Regions from separate parts of the Sus scrofa genome. Here regions 2 and 3 are each linked to region 1. The links are chromatin contacts, called in public Hi-C and HiChIP or PLAC-seq maps. All regions are on one chromosome and are shown on one strand. Each heading gives the region's core, a stretch centred on a gene start, on an enhancer-like site or on the middle of the called end of the contact. The rest is flanking DNA. Distances are from core to core; before and after follow the strand shown. Region 1 holds the start of P2RY14 (P2Y purinoceptor 14). Region 2 overlaps MED12L (mediator of RNA polymerase II transcription subunit 12-like protein). Region 3 holds the start of GPR171 (probable G-protein coupled receptor 171).

Region 1 (2,700 bases), core at 149-2,648:
CTGGGAAGAAGGAGGACTGCATCACCCAGGCAGAGCCAAGTGGGAAGCTTCCCTAAACCAGCTCTGGGTCCCCCAGGGCCTCTGCTGAGTTTACTAAGGATCAATAGTGACTATGTCTGTATGTAAGACTCAAAATAAGCAAATGCGCTTCGTGAAGGATGGGACTGGAATCTGATTTAGTCACTACTTCATCTCCAGTACCTGGAACACTGCCTACCACACAGTAGGTGCATACTAAGTATTTAGAACAGGACCTGGCATATCATATCTCCATAAATAAGTACTACTGACTGCTGCAACCATAAACGTAGGGTACACTTTTAAGTCCAACTGAACTTGACACGTTAATAAACTCTGAGCCCATAATTCAGCTATGGAACAACCTGAGTGAACACACCTGCAACGTAGCAGCCTAATAAAGAGCCTTTCAGGGCAAAGTTTCTTTCTTATCTGGTTCTGAGTCACACACTTTAATGAGAGGTTTGCAGCCAAATTTAGTATTTCCATTTCTAACTGCACACTAGTATTCAGCAGGAAAGAGAGCACCCTTCAGGACATTATAAATTATATTATACAACTTGAAAAGGAACCAGAAATACAAAGAGGTCCTGCCTCTCACTTTCAAAACAGTAACATTAACAGCACACACTTAGCAAAAGATTAACACACGAGTTAATCTGAAGCCCTACTCATGATCTATTTGTCAGTAATGCTCAAATATGGAAAAATTAATGTGGAAAAAAATGGCAATAATAATACCTCTTATCTAACAGATGTGGTCAGGGGTGCCAAAATGCTTCTTTACTCAAACGCTAATTCCACATTTCCAGGTAGCCCCAGTCACCACCTGTTTGTGAACAGTAGTTACACTGGGTGGCTGTTGACAAGGAAGGGGGAGCAAACCTTGCCACCCCCAAATCTGTCTCTTTGGTCTGCTCATTATTTTGAGCTGGAAAAAATCTAGGCCCCAAAGATTCAGGAACCTTTGACCATCCCCTTAACTGACTAAAAGAATTTAGACAGAGGACCTGTCCCAGGAAGGGAGCCATCATGAACAAGGTGTACAACGGGAGGACCCTAGCAAACGTTTTTGTTAAAATGTTTCTCTGTGTCCCATTGTTCCTGTGGCCCAAGAAACACTGGTTTACCATCTGCTCTTTCTCATCTTCCTGTGCATTACCTTCCTCCCCTTTGAATTCCACGACCCCCCACCATCCTCCTTTGCCCTTAGCTGAAAACGGTATTTAAGGTGGTGGCTTCTGCCACGTTGTGAGTTACTGAGTTTTCCTGGGTCTCTCCCGTGTATACGTGTTATGACACTTTTGTTTGCTTTTCTCCTGTTAATCCGTCTCATGTCAACTTTATTCTCAGATTGGCCAGAGGAGCTCAGAAGTGAGGGGGGAGTTCCTTCCTCCCCTACAACAGTTTCCTTTTAGGAGGGTGTGGCAGATGGGTGCCCCCACCAGCTCTCCGCCTCTCACATGTTGAACTTGGTAATGGCAAAATTTGAAAAGAAAACCTACTCAGGTTGTTGCCTGGCTGTTCATTTGCCGTATGATGTGGTGACGTGGCGGGGGAACATAGTAGAAAATTTCAAAAAGGAAAAAAACTCACATTTTTTGTTTTTTTTGATCACTGAAGGAAAGGCACTAGCACGGAGGCCAGCCTGATATCCACGTAGATCCAAACATCTCTCTCTCCCTCCTTGTTTCCATTTCCCAACCTTGAGCAATTTCAAACTGACCAATTCAGCAGTGACAGTCAACCTTCTGTCTCGTGGTTTCTGTCAAGTTCCTGATTTTCATCTGTTCTTGAAGACGAGCAAGAACTGCGTAAGGACAGTCTTAATTTGGAGCGTCCACTGAGACATACTTTGAAATAAGTGCTGTGACTCGCAGACGAAGGTCTACAAACAGGTAAGGAAACAGCTTTTCCATGAAAGAACTTGAGTGTGTGTGAACAGGGTGTGAGAATGGAAAAGGAGATTTCTGAGTAACACCAGACTGTCCCCATTCTCAGTAAGTACTTTGGGCTTGAGAACTATAACTGGTTAACATGGTAATATATTTGCTCACGCTAGCTTGGGGATCCAAATTTAACATTTTATCACTGAGGATTAATTAGGATTTCCAGTTGTGACTGTCAAAATATATCTGTGATGAGGAAATGCCAAAGAAAATGCTTAAAAGATATTCATTCAGGATGAACATTTCTAAAGCTTATATATGCACACCAAAATTGTCTCTAAAAAGTGCAAAATCAATTATGACAATAATACTTACAAGTCAGTTTTTGTTTGCAATTTCATGTGTACATAAATACACAATTAGTATTTATTTGTGTATATATACTTATATAGGTAGAAGTTTTTTAACCTTTGTTTTTATTGGAATAAATTATCCCTATTAATACCTAGCAAGCTATGTATTTGCCTTTAAAGAGAACTATAAACTGAAAAAAAAAAAATACATCCTATGCATAGCAAAAATTTAACTTCACATGCTACTTATTATATAGGTCTGGGACAAACTACCTAAATTATTCAAAGTACTTTAAACATTATAATTTAAATTACAAGGGAATTAGCACAGATCCACCCCATCAGATCCAGCCAATCTCATGCAATCCATCTAGTTCATAAATATTTTTTTCAAGCAAGGACAACTAATTCTACAGAGAAAATGAATCAAAGATCACAAA
Region 2 (2,700 bases), core at 52-2,551, 44 kb after region 1:
AAAAAACAAAAACAACAACAACAACAAACAACAACAACACAAAAACATGGATTAAAACAAAGCTGGGCTTGGTCTAAGCAGGTCATGAGCACGAAAAATCCAATTTATGGTATAGCTGAAAAGTAGCACTTATTATCAGATTCTATTTATTCAGACGTTGTATCTGAAGTGATAAGGAAATGGCATCTAATAGCTCGCACTGCGGCATGGCAAGATGTAAGATAACCTTCTTATAACATATTTGATTAACTCACATTGAAATCCAAATGAAAAGTGAACTAATCACAAAATGATTAATCTAAAAAGGCCACGTACATCCAACAATGGATTCCATTGGGATGGGCCTAGGATTCATAAAAAAATAAAGCTCTTTCATTTCATATGTACTCTGAGCACCATCTTTACACTTCATAAAAATGCATCTTTTACATTTAAGTCCTAGTCATTTTGAAATGAATATAGTTGTTTCATTGTCATATGTTGTGTTAAATAAAATACAAATTCATTTAAAGAATTTCCCGATTCATTAGTTAGTATCACAGAATATTTTATTAAATCCAAGGTTACAGGTAGGAAACACAAAAGTTTTAGGTTTTAAAGTGTATGACAATCATTTCTCGGTAGTATTTACCCTCCCATTTAAAGCCCTTCGTGGTTATTTTTTTTCCCTTTGGAAATGTAAGCCTGAATCTTGAACAAACATACTGGTGGTTGATATTTAGCTAACCAGTTAAAGGTGCTGGTTTCTCAGAAATGAAAATCTGTTCCCCATCTCCCTAGCAAAGGGATATGAATTACTGCCCGAGGCCCCAAGATCTGAACATCTGAGTACCGCATGCCTAATTGAGAAATGCAAACACCATTTCAGTGAAGCAAAAAGAGGTCAGAGATTCACTTCCTTGCCTGGCCCCAGGGAATAGAACCATATTCCAAAACAATGCTACAGAAGAACAGGCTGGGGAAAAAAGTCAGGAATCTAGCGGAAGAGCACAAAATGCTTTGGACTTCACTCATACCCCCTGCTGCTGGGTGCTGCTTCCTGTGACTAGAACCCAGGGACCTTAAAGTTCCCACCACACCACACCCCACCCCTACCAGCTTCCCCCAGGCTAACAATGCTGGGCAGATAACCGAGGATCGGGGCCCTGTGCAAAGGATCTGCAGTGCCTCCTGCAGCCGGAGTTTCTGTTCAGAAGAACATCCACTTCAAACAAATGTGGGGAAGTAGGGCACCGTGGGAGCTCCACCCAGGGGAAGTCCTGGCCAAATGAAATTCCCAGAGACATCAACTCTTCTGTTGTCAGCTGAGTCACTCCCTGAACCCTCAACATCCCCTCTGAGTCATATACCGCCAGGCACCAGGTATTTGATTCTTACAGGAATAGAAACTCTGTGAGGTAGCAACTACTACCCTCTCGTTTTTAGAGATGGAAAAAAGGAAACGAGGAGGCACTTAGTAACTCTTCCAAAATCATAGCTGTTGACAACTTCAGCCCTATTTCCAACCAAGGGTCAGTGCATCCAACACTGAATCACCAATGGGCTGCGCTGTCTGCCCATTACTCCATCAGAGCAGTAAAGAAAACCACTTCACAGTCTGAGACCTAAGCTTTGAATTACTTATTGCTGCTGAGTTACTCAATGTATAGTAAAGGTTTAGCATCAATAAGAGAGGTGACTATATTCTCTTCCTTTCTATGTCAAAGTGAAAACAAATACAAACTATCATTAAGGGGCTATTTCAGCTCAACCTAGGAACATTTAGAAATGTCTGGAGGTATTTGTGGTTGTCTGCTGCTGGCACCTAGTGGATAGAGGCCAGGGATGCAGCTAAACATCTTTTCAATGCAGCAGACGGCTCACTCAATATAAGGTCAACAATGCCAAGGGGGAGAAACTCTGGGCTTTGCCAAAGACCATAGATAGAAACCCCCCACTCCAAATCCATCCCAACAAGCCATGTGCAGTTCCTGACACAGAGGCTCAGGATGGGTGTCCCAGAAGTCCTGCAACCCTTGTGATCTGCTCGCATAAGTGCAAAATGTGAAGACAGACCAGGGTTCTATAAGGTGCCAGTCTTGCTCTTTGCTGAATTTTGCCACGAGTATTTTAAGGGAAGTGGTTGGGATTAAAAGTAAAAACTAAGTTTGTGCATAATCAGCTTACTAGCCACAGGAACTCACCACACGTTATCTCACATAATGGAAGGTGGGCTCTGTTTGAGGCAAAAACTGTTTTAGTTTTTGTGAGTTTGGGAATCTATAAACAGGAGGGCCCAGGAGGAAGGCCTGGCAGTCAAGACAGGGCTGAGCTTATATTATGCTTTGGTGGAAGAGGATGTTTGTGTCATTCAGCCTAAGGAGGGCACGCAAGTATCTCTAATGTGAGAACAAATTACCACAGCTCCTCAATTAAAGTATGAGATTCCAGCATTCATCCAATTATAAGTCAAACTAAGGCATGTTTGTCACTGACCTAGGTTCTAACTGAAGGTGAAGTCAATGGGCCATGATGGCCAGGAATTTGGAGAATCAAGTCAGAACTAATCAAGAGCTCATGTCCATACAAGAGAAAACTGGCTTGATGGGGAGAAGCAGCAATAAGGAGCTCCCTGATGATGTAGCAGGTTAAGGATACAACACTGTCACTGCTATGGCGTGGGTTCAATCCCTGGCCCAGGAACTTCCACATTCCATGGGC
Region 3 (2,700 bases), core at 139-2,638, 64 kb after region 1:
CTGCACAGCTTTGGGTAAGGTTTCAATGCCCCCATGCCTTAGTTTCCCCACCCATAAAGAGCAGAATCTCCTCCGTCTCATGGATTTCTTTAAAGAAAATAAATTCTCAGACCTGTGTTTCTGGCTGTGCAGGGGCTACCTACCCTAACATTTATTTTCCTCTTCCTCATCAGTTCCAAAGGGCTACCGTGCTATGTTTTTAAAGTGAATTTTAAGAATGTTACCCATTAAAAAGGATTCCTCTGAAATACTGTTGTTTGGTATTTGTGTTCAATAAAATCAAAAGCATGATTTGTGTGGATAGGGGTTGAGTAAAAAAGATTTCCTTTCTCAATTCATGGGGCAATTTAGCTTTAATTCTCAAACATACAAAATATCCATTAAAGTAACTAATATGTCATTTCTTAAATAAAAAGTACTGCCATGACCAAGGTAAGATAAAACAAAAAACAAAAAACCAAAAAAAAACCGAAAAACCAACTTCACCTTACTTCTTCCCACTTGGGTTTCTAAAATACTAGGCTAGTGGTGACGTATAATTTCCTAGAACACTTAGAAAATACCCTCTGAAAAACATTTGTCCTTAATGAAACAGAAAGAAGTGACTTACGGAAATTAAAATAGAACTCACGTTAAAAACACAAGAGGGAGGGTAGCCCAAAAACAAACAAAAAAAAGCTTGTTTCCACCACGAATAAACTTCCACAAAACGCCAGCTTGTCTCAAGTTCATTCTCAGAAGGAAGAACGTGGTTCAGTTTCACTATTAAAAGACTGGTTTTTCACTCTTCAAAAAAAGGAAATAGAACACAGAGAACTAGGAGACTTTAGCTCTTTATATTTGACAATCTAGACGCAAAAAACTGTGGCTATCATAGATTTTTAAGAACAGTTGAATATATTTCTTTACCTTCTTTTTCTTTTTTTGTTTTTTTTTTGGGTTTTTTTCTTTTCTTTTTTCTTTTTTTTTTCTTTTTCTTTTTTTTCCCCTTGGCTGCACCTGTGGCATGTGAAAGTTCCTAGGCCAGGGATCAAACCCACACCACAGCAGTGACCAAGGCCACTGCAGTGATAATGCAAGACCCTTAACCCACTGAGCCTCAAGAGAACTCCTGAATTTATTTCTTAATTCTACCTATACTGCAAAGTGGACAGGAAAATACATATAATATGCCTACTTAAAAAAAGAAAAAAGACATTTTACCAAAAACTTTTGATTCTAGTGTGCTTTCATATCATTTGAAAACCAGTTACCACTCACGTGGTATCCAACTGCATCTCAGCCGATTCCTTCCATCTCAGCCTCTTCATCCCCCAGTGAATGTAAACCTGATCATAACTGCTCACTTACTTGACTGTCTGCAAGCATGTCTTTTCTGAAGTGCATTTTTTGGTGAGTCCTAGCTAATACCACAAATCTTGAGGCACACTAATCTTAAAAGAAAGAGCATTTCCTAGCACTATTATGATGAAACATTAACACTGGTTCTTAACTCGAATCAAATACAGTTTGAGAAAGATTTGGGTTTTCCTCCTCCAATTTATAAGTGAATATATAAATTTTTTTTCTTTTGCAAAATAATAGTAATTACTCAAATCAGCGAGAATACCAGAGTATCTGAAACAAATAGATATTGGCATCATAAGTATCATAACACTGTTGTTTTCAGAAGTTCCCCAGATCCTCCCTAAATTCCCTCCAGGTTGACATTTCTCATCTAGTCTTTGGAGAGATTTTTCTTTTGAAAAGTAAATACCAAAAAGTAAATACCAAAAGCATTTTCGATTCTGGAGAGATTTCTTCTTTTTTCTTTATTGTTTGGAGAATTATTAGGAGAAAGACATGAAACCAAAGCACCCACCAGGCCAATGAAGCAATAGAAAAACTCAGATCCTGACTGACCCAGCTGATGGTTTTGCGCTTGTAGGTAAAATCAACTTTGGAAATCAATTCTGGGCCAGCAGGCGTGGAACTCCCAAGAATATTCTTAGGATGTGAGCTCATGTTCCCTTTTATGAAAGCTACCCTCCTATAAGCAATCTAACCTGGAGTTCCTGTTGTGGCTCAGTGGTTAACGAACCCAACTAGGACCCATGAGGATTCAGGTTCAATCCCTGGCCTCGCTCAGTGGGTTAAGGATCCGGTGTTGCCGTGAGCTATGGTTTAGGACTCAGACATGGATCGGATCTGGCCTGGCTGTGGTTGTGGTATAGCCTGGTAGCTATAGTTTCGGCTCAAGCCCTAGCCCGGGAACCTCCATATGCCACAGGTGCGGCCCTAAAAAGGACAAAAAGACAAAAAAGAAAAGAAATCTAACTTAACAAAGCTGACTGATGAAGGGGATGAGGCAGTGACTTTCTGTTGGGTCCCTCAATCAGACACTCAATCAACAGTTACTCCCCCACAGGAGGATGAACACTTGCCCTGATGATTTAAATGTACACTAGAGGGTCCCTTCATATACAACCAATTCATTACTAAATATCTATCTCAATTCATTAACATGACGGGACCAAATTGACAAATGCGCATTGCAGGTTTACTCTCTGGCTTAGAAAAAAGAGATCCAATATATTCTTGAATGAAAACACAGCAAACTATAAACAGTATGCACAACAGAGTAACATTCTTAAGGGGGTATACATACTCATAGAAAAATTTTAAAGCACATGCACCAAAAAAGGTTAATAGTAACTATCT

The links. A called contact is a pair of places that touch in the nucleus more often than the background predicts. HiChIP or PLAC-seq counts read pairs in DNA pulled down with a chosen protein or histone mark.
Region 2: a contact with region 1 is called in a Hi-C map of embryonic fibroblasts, with 3 times the contacts expected there. The contact joins the enhancer-like site here to the promoter of P2RY14 in region 1. A contact is called at or near these places in 13 of 47 Hi-C or Micro-C datasets (alveolar macrophages, blood, embryonic fibroblasts and 5 more) and 1 of 2 datasets of contacts at active chromatin or transcription factors (alveolar macrophages).
Region 3: a contact with region 1 is called in an H3K27ac HiChIP or PLAC-seq map of alveolar macrophages. The contact joins the promoter of GPR171 here to the promoter of P2RY14 in region 1. A contact is called at or near these places in 11 of 47 Hi-C or Micro-C datasets (alveolar macrophages, blood, embryonic fibroblasts and 3 more) and 1 of 2 datasets of contacts at active chromatin or transcription factors (alveolar macrophages).

What each region holds. Positions count from the first base shown.
Region 1 is chr13:91,452,459-91,455,158 of Sscrofa11.1, reverse strand. P2RY14 (P2Y purinoceptor 14) reads left to right here and starts at 1,398. Exons shown (of 4, transcript XM_021069622.1): 1 at 1,398-1,916. All of the region lies in intron 16 of MED12L (mediator of RNA polymerase II transcription subunit 12-like protein), which reads right to left.
Region 2 is chr13:91,408,087-91,410,786 of Sscrofa11.1, reverse strand. The region is part of intron 16 of MED12L (mediator of RNA polymerase II transcription subunit 12-like protein); the gene reads right to left. All of the region lies in intron 2 of P2RY14 (P2Y purinoceptor 14), which reads left to right. Among named protein-coding and RNA genes, the nearest start is that of GPR171, 19 kb to the right of the region's middle. Within about 2 kb of position 1,301, at least 20 of the 83 cell types and tissues checked have an H3K27ac peak or open chromatin away from gene starts, as enhancers often do. A contact at or near this core is called in alveolar macrophages, embryonic fibroblasts and fetal liver, where this site is marked.
Region 3 is chr13:91,388,927-91,391,626 of Sscrofa11.1, reverse strand. GPR171 (probable G-protein coupled receptor 171) reads left to right here and starts at 1,388. Exons shown (of 2, transcript XM_021069629.1): 1 at 1,388-2,700. The region is part of intron 16 of MED12L (mediator of RNA polymerase II transcription subunit 12-like protein); the gene reads right to left.